2 separate regions of the Mus musculus genome follow, and region 2 is linked to region 1. A link is a contact called in public HiChIP or PLAC-seq data. All regions are on one chromosome and are shown on one strand. The core of a region is the stretch at or near the end of the contact, and the rest is flanking DNA. Distances in the headings are between cores, read along the strand shown.

Evidence for each region. HiChIP or PLAC-seq counts read pairs in DNA pulled down with a chosen protein or histone mark.
Region 2: a contact with region 1 is called in an H3K27ac HiChIP or PLAC-seq map of microglia, with 4 times the contacts expected there. The contact joins two enhancer-like sites.

What each region holds. Positions count from the first base shown.
Region 1 is chr1:79,845,953-79,850,435 of GRCm38.p6, reverse strand. All of the region lies in intron 1 of Serpine2 (serine (or cysteine) peptidase inhibitor, clade E, member 2), which reads left to right. Among named protein-coding and RNA genes, the nearest start is that of Serpine2, 10 kb to the left of the region's middle. Within about 2 kb of position 1,590, at least 31 of the 459 cell types and tissues checked have an H3K27ac peak or open chromatin away from gene starts, as enhancers often do. A contact at or near this core is called in microglia, where this site is marked.
Region 2 is chr1:80,657,454-80,662,145 of GRCm38.p6, reverse strand. All of the region lies in intron 1 of Dock10 (dedicator of cytokinesis 10), which reads left to right. Among named protein-coding and RNA genes, the nearest start is that of Dock10, 99 kb to the left of the region's middle. Within about 2 kb of position 2,240, at least 61 of the 459 cell types and tissues checked have an H3K27ac peak or open chromatin away from gene starts, as enhancers often do. A contact at or near this core is called in microglia, where this site is marked.

The DNA of each region.
Region 1 (4,483 bases), core at 341-2,840:
CAAAGACCGTGTGTAACGTGATTTTTTTTTTTTTTTAAATTCAACAGTTTGGGTAACTTTATACTTTATTCAAAACGTGTCACTTCTACATAGCAGAGATCCTCCCCTCCCCCTTCCTCTTCTCTTTCTCCTCCTTTCCGTTATCTTAGTCTTCTAGATTTGGAGTGTGGTAGCCTTTGGTTTGAATCCCAATCCCATTGGTTGCAAGCAGCAGAACATAGCTAGGTTTTCTAAGCATTCCTAAGCCCCAGCTTTGAGAGTTGAGCATGGCAGTAACCAGCTCTTGGGTGCCGTGAGGACAGTGTGGAGAATGTCATCTTAGGTGGGTGCTGTACACAGTGGTAGGACTGGAGTCTAAGGGGACACGGTCATAGTTTTGGATTGTGTTTGCCAGAGTGGCATAAGTGCGTTCTTTGACTTCCCCAGAATTCCTATTCTGTGTGTCTCTGACCTCATGTGTCACTTGATCTGTGGATTCGGCATCCTTTCTCTCTCGTCTTTTATCCTGTGATGCTCAGTAGGCAGCATTCCCTCTGATCGGCCTCAGGTCAACAGAAGCATCTCTATGGCTCTCCACTTTATTGCGGTGGGGTCTGCCACTGAACCTGGTAGTGGCTCATCGGGCTGGCCAGCTTGCCCCAGCGATACCCTGTATGTACCTCCTGAGTATGTGCTGAGGTTACATATGAACCACACCTCCCAGGACTTTGAAGAGGGTTCTGGGAATCTGAACTCTTCTCCTTGTGCTTCTGTAGCCAACGGTTGACTCAGGATCATCTCCCCAACTCATGAAATGTGTTTCCCTAACCATTTTCAAAGCTGTGTTAAATGTATTTAGAACACATGGTCACTGAATTATGTTTGGACTCCCTAAATGCGCAAGAGTTCTAAGAATGTTTGACTCGCAGGTATTCCCAGATCAGACATGCATTTTCTGCTGTAGTTGATAGAGTTGTCTTTGGGCTTTTCTGGTACTCAGCCATTTGAGACTGAATACAACACTCTTGAGTTTTATGTTGCCTGTATCTGAGTTGTTGCTCTGATGATGGCTTAGAAGATGCCATGGAGGTTTGGTGTGGTGGCTAACTTAATTATAGAAAGAGTTTCCTTTCTGAAGACATGAATTTTCTTTCTGAAATTAATCTGCTAAGAGATTCACATCATCTACTGCCAAATCTATGTTAGTTTCTTAGTACGACATACTGGAAGAGATAACAGTTTAGAAGACTGGCCAAAGGTGCTCAGATATTCATAATAAACCTATTCCTGTACAGCAAGGTGATAAATTATGAATATCAAGGTGCTGATCATACAAATGTGAATTAATTCAACATAGTTGAAGGGCTGAAAACACAGTTGTTCCTACAGGTTTCTGTTGCTTATTTGACTACATTTTTTTTTTCTGCAAGGTAAGCACACGTTTTGTCTGTGTGCTGGTTAAGTTATGATTTCATGTTCCTCTTTGCTTGTTCTAGTTGTGTGTGTCTTATGTGTCATGTGGGAACCAACAAGCCTGTCATGGCCTTCTGAGTTCCTTTTTACTGTGCCTGCCTTACTTAGAGGAGCTGAAAAGAAGCTTGAAGCAGAAGAAGGAAGTGAAAGACTGCTGATGATCAGTATGTCAAGTGCTTCTAGGCACGTTTTGTACTTGACTTTGTTTTGTACTTGACTTTGATGAACCTTAAGGACCCTTAACAGTAAGGTGCGAGTGGGTCAGAGTTCATAGTAAGAAACCATGAGTCTTAGATGTACAGAGCAGCTTGTTCAGGTGCTGATGGGTCGAAGGGACTAGAACCATATGTCCCTGTGGAGGGAATACTTTATTTTGAGTCCCTGTTTTCTGCCACAAAGCAAGATGGCTCCGATAAGAGGTCAGCATGTTGCTGGGCAGGAAGACACTTTGGGAGTCAGATGAAATTGGGTTTAAATCCCCGCTCCACGTGTCATTGCTGTGCAGCCCATGTCAAGTACTCTCCTCTGTGCTCTGTTTGCACAGGTGGAAAGTACACACAGTCAGAGGTTTCCTTTTTTGTTGGGAGGGATCGTGTCTGCCCCATTTCTCACTGAAAGAACTAGAAAATGCAGGGACTTAAATCCAAGTCAAGATCAGGGATGTGTTGGGACTCCCCTTTCTCATTACTGTTACCTTTTACTCTCCATATGTCAAGTCTGGGTACAGTTTTACAACAGACCTCCCTGCCTGCTTCCTACTGGTGATTGGACCCTTTGGCTTACATACAGTTCTCATCCATTCCCTGTAGATATACGACCAATCTATGACCCCCACCCTACCAGTCTCTATTTACTCCCATCATCCTGAAGAGGAATCTATCAAAAGTAGAAGTGATTCTACAAATTGGCTCTTGATGATGTATGTGCCCCACCCATAACATCCAGAAACTGAATGACAATCCTGTCACTTACATTCATTACATTACTGGTGTATGGACAGGACAGATGTCAACCTTGGAGGGTCTCATGTTGAAACACATCTGTGTTCAAGTTAACCAAGAACAGTGGCATATCATAGTGGCAGAAGAGAAGCAACCACAGAATGTTCTAGAGGGTACCAAAGCAACAGTGAAGGAGCTGAACAGATGGCTCTGTCAGTAAAGTGCTTGCTGCACAAGTGGAAGGATCTGAGTTTGGGTCCCCAGTATCCATGTAAAATCTGCAATGTGTGTTTATCATCACAGAATTCAGCAGGCAGATAGGCCGATCCCTAGCTGACTACCTGTTCTAGTGGATATGGTTAAGTTTGAGGCTCAATAAGAGACTCCATATCAAAAAAATAAACCAACAAGCAATAGAGGAGGACATCTAATATTGATCTTTGACCTTTACACTTGGACACATGGCCAGGCACAGCTGCACACACCTTCATGTATACCACACAAAAACACATGAATCCATACAGGTGTGTGCACTCAGAATACGGTGAGGGTTCCATGGAGCTGTTTTGCTTTTTATTATCATGCATTGTGCTAATCAGTATTCCCTCACCAGAGCAGACTTGATCCTACGACCTTCATCTTGCCCTCAGTCCATCCCTGTGTCAGTCATAAACGGACAAAATTAATGACACTAATGAGGTGTTTGGCAGGTCAGACTGGGTAGTGGTGAGTGTGGATTGAATTGTTGAGTAGCCCATGCTGAAATCTCCTCCTTCTATGTCTCTTATAAAAGGAGTCTACTGAAGTGGTCTGTGATCTAGAGAACCAGAGAAGCCACTGATGTTTCTGGATCCATGGGCCAGAAAGGCCTCACTGTATCTGTCAAGTGGTCTGGAGGAGACTGTGGCTGAGGGTGGTTCTGTAGATGAGGAGCCCAGACTCCCCCCACCCTCCTGAAAAATACAGGCAAGTGACAGGATTTCCTCTGTGGCATGAGGACTGCGATAGACAGTCCTTAGGCAGCTAGCTAGCTGGGAAGCTTCATGGTGCTTGTGAGAAACCCTTCATGCATAGAAGTGACTTAAATGTCACCAGGTTGTCTGGGAGGTAAGTCTGTGCTTAGCTGATGAATTCGAGTGTCTAGATGCCCTATGGGAAATATTATCTTTGTTTCTTTTACTTGTAGGCTTGCAAAATTCCATGTGCCATAAACTTTGTAGAGTTGTCTTGTATTGATTTGTTTCTGCCAAGAATTGTTTGGCTCGTTCTGGCTGACTACAGGTAGATAACTCCTTTACAGGAAAGTTAGTTGGCACACAAAAAGATAAATGTTTTAGAGGATGACCGTGGAAAGTGTGAAGCATTGTTCATAGGAAGCTGGTACTTTTATTCAGTATGCCTGGTTATAAGAACAGGCACATGTGGAACTGTACACACACACACACACACACACACACACACACACACACACACGTCTCCAGGCAAGGTGTACCAGGCAGTAAGTAGATCGTGCCTAAGCAGTGCCGCCATAAGCCATCCACAGGCGATACAATGGAAACTTCCTCTGTGAAAGAGGCTTCAAGCTTAGAGACTGCCCGGATGTGAGGTGAAGAACTTCCCCAAGATTGTCCTGCAGGGAAAGGGGGCTGCTATTGAATACAGTCCATCTCCGCGTTGTGTTCAACAGTAAATTCATTATTCAATATTCACAGAGGGAGATAGCTAAGTGAAATTCACGAGCAACTGGTTGAGAATAGATGAGAGAGATGGCATTAGCCTGGCATCCTGCCAATCATCTTGTACTTGAAGAATTGTTGAAAGTTCACGATGAAATGGCGGCTATGTTTGTTGGTTTTTTGGTGTTGTTGTTGTTGTTGTTTAAGGGAGGCAGAGACATGCTGAAGCTATAGGACCACAGTTGCCAACTAATTGAATGTTGGTAGTTATGGTCATGTCCATTGCGATGACAGATAATGCCCAAATATGTAGCATGGTTAGGAAGTCATTCTCCACATGCCTGAAGCCCAGAGTGGGTGTGGCTATATAAACTCAGCCTTCTAATACTTCATGGCTCCCAGTGCTCATCAGTC
Region 2 (4,692 bases), core at 991-3,490, 810 kb before region 1:
ACTAGGGAGTTTCCTGCTACAGTTGCTTGGTTTTGGTCAGCCTAGGATAGGGATATCTATTTCCACAGGCTTTCTCTTCTACTGAGGAGAGAATTGTCCAATCCAACCTTAAGTATTATCCTAAGATGTGGTTTTCATTTTGGAAAGCAGACTCCAAGAAAATGAAATAAGTAATTAGAGGAGGCCGCGTGAGGTGGGTGCCTCCGGGTCATTCCGACTCTTTCCCCTCTCTGCACTCATGTGCAGATTATTTAAATCACTCTAAACTTCTGTTTCCTCTTCTGAGAAAAGTTCACCTATCACCCAGTCTGTCTTAAGAGCGTGTGTTAGAATTACATGTGTACCTTCTGAGCATAGTTTGAAAGATGAAAAAAAAAGGTAAAATTATTATTTTTCAGTATTGCTGTTTCCAAGGGCAAGGGGGAAGGGGGACACAACTGTGGTGCAGGCTTCCTCTCTGTGACTCAGTTGAAGCCACAGAGGTACAGGGGCTTCCGTCATGATCTAAGAAGCAAGTTTGGTAACACGGTTCCTCAGTAAATACAAATCTGGGATGTGTTGATTCACTGGTGCTCCAGGTTCACAAGATTCTGTGTGGATAAGGTGGGGCTTGCCTCAAAAAGCATGAGTCGTCTCCTTTTCTGTGTATTCCCAGGTTAGTAGAAGCCCACCCAAATGGAACTTTCCACTGAACATTTATCTCAGCTTCGAAACAGTAAATGCCATCAGAGCCTCCTGAAGAGGTGGTAAAGAAGGCGCAAATCAAGTGACAGGATTCCTGCATGAAGACTTATGTCATGCTAGGGAATTTTAAAAAAAAAGAAAAAAGAAAAAAAAAGGGATGACTTTAAATTCTCTTAACTATTGTTATACATTACAGTGAAAGGAAGATGATAATTGGATGTAATTTCCACAATTTCTTTCTTTCTTTTATTTTTTTCCTTTGTAATGATCATGTGAGCATTGGCACCACATTCAATCTTTGCTCTGAGGCAAGTTTAAAGTTAGCTCAATTTCATATTAATCAAGAATACTTACGAAGAACTAGGACTTATATGTTTTTCAAACTGTGTCCTTTCAGTTTTTGTGTACTCTGCGTCTTTCAACATTTAGTTAAAGTTGTGTAATTGACTCTATTGGATTTTTTAAATTATTTTTTAAATTTTTTTAAATTAATTTTTTAAATTATTAGCTTATTTTCACAATTTCCAGATGCATTGACCAAGAATCAACTTCATATATTTGGGTCTGTGTTACCATAGGAAGTGTACCTGTGGGTCATGACCCCTTGGGGGGATAAGGACCCTTTCACAGGAGTCACATATCAGATATCCTGCATATTAGATATATAAAATATGATTCATAACAGTAGCAGAAATACAATTATGAAGTAGCAATGAAAATAATTTTATAGTGTTGGGGGGATCACTACAAACTGAGGAACTCTATTAAAAGGTTCCAACATGAGGGCTGAGAACCACTGGGTTAGACAGTACTGTGTTGTGAGAAATGTTCAGGAGAAATGAAACTTATTGCAACATCACTGTCAACCTACATCCTTGAATCGTATGTGTGCTGCCCTTCGGTTGATAATTTTCTCATAAGCTGCATTTGTATGTTTATTTTTAGCTTTTAATCAAGATTACTTAATATGATATCTACTATATAAGAAGTCTTAATGAAACTATCATTTCCTTTGTCAGTTTCATGGTCTAATTTGGAAAGATCAAATTCATGATTAATTTCACTTATTATGTCTGTCATCTGTATAGTCAGAAGCAAATGTGGAAGTTTTAAAAATAACCATGATTTATTGTTTTAAAATTGCTCCTGGCCTGTGGATTATGAATCTGCATGATTTCTGAGTGTTTGGCATAGCTTGGGTATGCACGACGGTTTGTCCTCTCCCTAGGAATGTTGCCTGAGAGCACTTTAGGAACTGAAATCTATAGGCAAAGACACTAATTGGAGAGATATCCACTGATTTCCTACATTCATCATGGTACATTGCATTATTGTGCTTTCATTCTGGTGAGCTTTAGAGTACTTACGAAGGATAACTCGTAGGCTAATGTGAGTCATCTCCTCCCTGGTCATGGACCCTCCTTTTCTCTTACTGCTTATTGCAAGGAACAATTAGAGTGGGGAATCTATTTAGGCCTCTGTGTAAGGAGCTAGTTAGCAAAAAGGAAGTACAAACTGAAGTCCCAGGAGAGACGTGCTAATGCTTTTCTTCCATTTTCTTGTGGCACTGGGGATCAACCCCAAGGCCTTGCACATATTAGTCAAGCACCCTATCATTGGACAGGGTGATGCTTGGCGAATAAGTAAAGAGACTGGAGCAGAATTAAAACAAATCTGGATTGCCAGGATGAAATTTGCAAAAGGATACTTTGAGAAAAAACAAAGAAGCAGGAGTGATCAGGACTTCTGAACTCAGTCAGTCCACACACAAAAAAGGAGAAGTGTGCTTTGAAACTTGATGCAACCTAAGAGCGTATGTGAAGGCAAAATAGAGGAATCTAAATAGATGGCAGAAATAGGGAAGGTAAATAGGTGCCAGGGAGCTGCAGAAGGGCTGGCTCCGAATTGATTGGGAGGGGAGCCTATTAACATAACAGGATAAATAGCATTTCCTCAAGGTTGACTGTTGTGGGAAAGACAAGAAATAATGCAGGAAAGAAGCTCCTGTCTATTGGAGTGCGCTATGGGCATTTGTTAGAGGAGAGGGGTCATAGCACATGGGAAGCAAGGTCATGATCCCACATCCTTCATCATATGAAAAAAATTTTTTTAAGATTCCCTTAAGGGCTGGGCATATGCCTCAGCGAGTAAAGTGCTTACCGTGTAAGTGTAAGTACCCAGGTTATGGTGGCAGTAGAGACTGGAGCTCATTGAGCCAGCTTGGTGACCTTGGGGTTCAGGGAAAGACACTCTTTCAAACAGAGCAGTTGACGAAGACACCTGATATTGACTACTTGCCTCCAAATGTATGTGTGTACTTGTGTACTCAAACACACACACACACACACACACACACACACACACACACACCCTCATGCTTACATATACATACCTACATGGGCATGTCCATACTCCATACATACACACACATACAAGATTCCCTCACTTAGTGGCAATTTCTAATGTGGCTCTTCATGGTATTATCCGTCTTCACTGCAGAAATCCTGAGTCTACATTTTCATTGTCTCTTCTCTTCTTTGCACTCCTAGAAATAATTTCTTGTCTTCTATTCCTGACAATCTCTTTCCTGAGGGACCCAGTGGCCTCTTGCCACTGTTCAGACCTCTAATTCTCTACACTGTTTTAAAAAAAAATTGCTAAGTGAGCAGCAATAGTACCCAAAATTATAGATCTATTCTAGAATCTTTCCGACAGGAAAATAAATTTTGACATTTTGGCCTTTGAAAATCCCAATTGTTGACAGAGTCTTCAAGGTGAACTGGACTGAAATTCCAACCCCTCCATCAATTTACTGGTTAGGTTGCACAGTTTTCAGACTCCATGGATCATCTGTTTGGAGAAAAATGCTCAACTGTGATGATCTCTTCTAGAATTAAGATACGTTCTCAATGAGAGACAGTTTTAATGTGTATCATAGCCCATGACATTGACCATGTATGGTAAACTCATTATGATAGTAGCTATTGTTACTATTATTAAGTATTTTGATGTAGCTGTGTTTTTTTTTCTGTAAGCAAACCTGCATGAAGTAGTCTTAATATAAGAGTCACCCCAAATTGGTCTCCTGAGATGAAAATCATAGAACAAAACAAAGTGACCTGAGCCCGGGCATAGCTTCCAGATGCTTTTATAAACCAAAGAGATCTGCCAGCACTCCCAGAACAAAGAGGTAGCTCTTGTGGAGAGCAAAATTATAGCTTGTGGCTGTCAGCACTGAAAGCAAAGCGGCCATATACTCTTCTTTTGTATCTCTCTTAGGAAAGTGATGGTCGGGTGAGTTTATCCTGGTAGGAAATTAGAAGTTACAGCTGCTCTTCATGGATGACCTTGGAAAGCCAAAAAGTGTTACTGGAACCTCTCTTACCCGATGCCCATGACACCAAGGGCACATTTTTCACAGTATGAAATGATATTGGGATGTATCAGTAATGCACAACTATTGAATTCCTGTATTCCAAAAAGCAGAAGTCATTGGCTGCAAGAGTTGTACACGAGCATTCACATCCAAATAAGCTTGGGAGGTGATAGGCCTCTGTTGCAGGTATGGCTCTTGGTATTACAGATTGAATTCCTTAATGTCAAGAATTCAAAATCTACTCACACTCAGAAGGGCACTGGAAGCAGGATATAGAAAGAACAGAAAGGAGCTCAGAGCCACTGAGGCAGAGGGAAAGTTGTCTTGGTAGATGGAAGCAATAGATAGTACTGTGACGCCCAACCCCATAGATGTACAGCTTCCACCCTTTTCCTTGCCACTGCCATTCCTTCACTCTCCTTGAGCTCCATTCCCATTGGCCCAGACAAGCAGACACCCAGAGACATGAGACATCAGAGAAGTCACACCCACCATGACTAGTCCTTAAAGAGACTGTGAGGAATGGGTTTATATTTGGAAGTTTGCTGAAAATACAAAATTTCGTTGGAAGAATTGTTCATATTCAATTTGTGGTAATGTGTATGTACATACACAACACACACACACACACA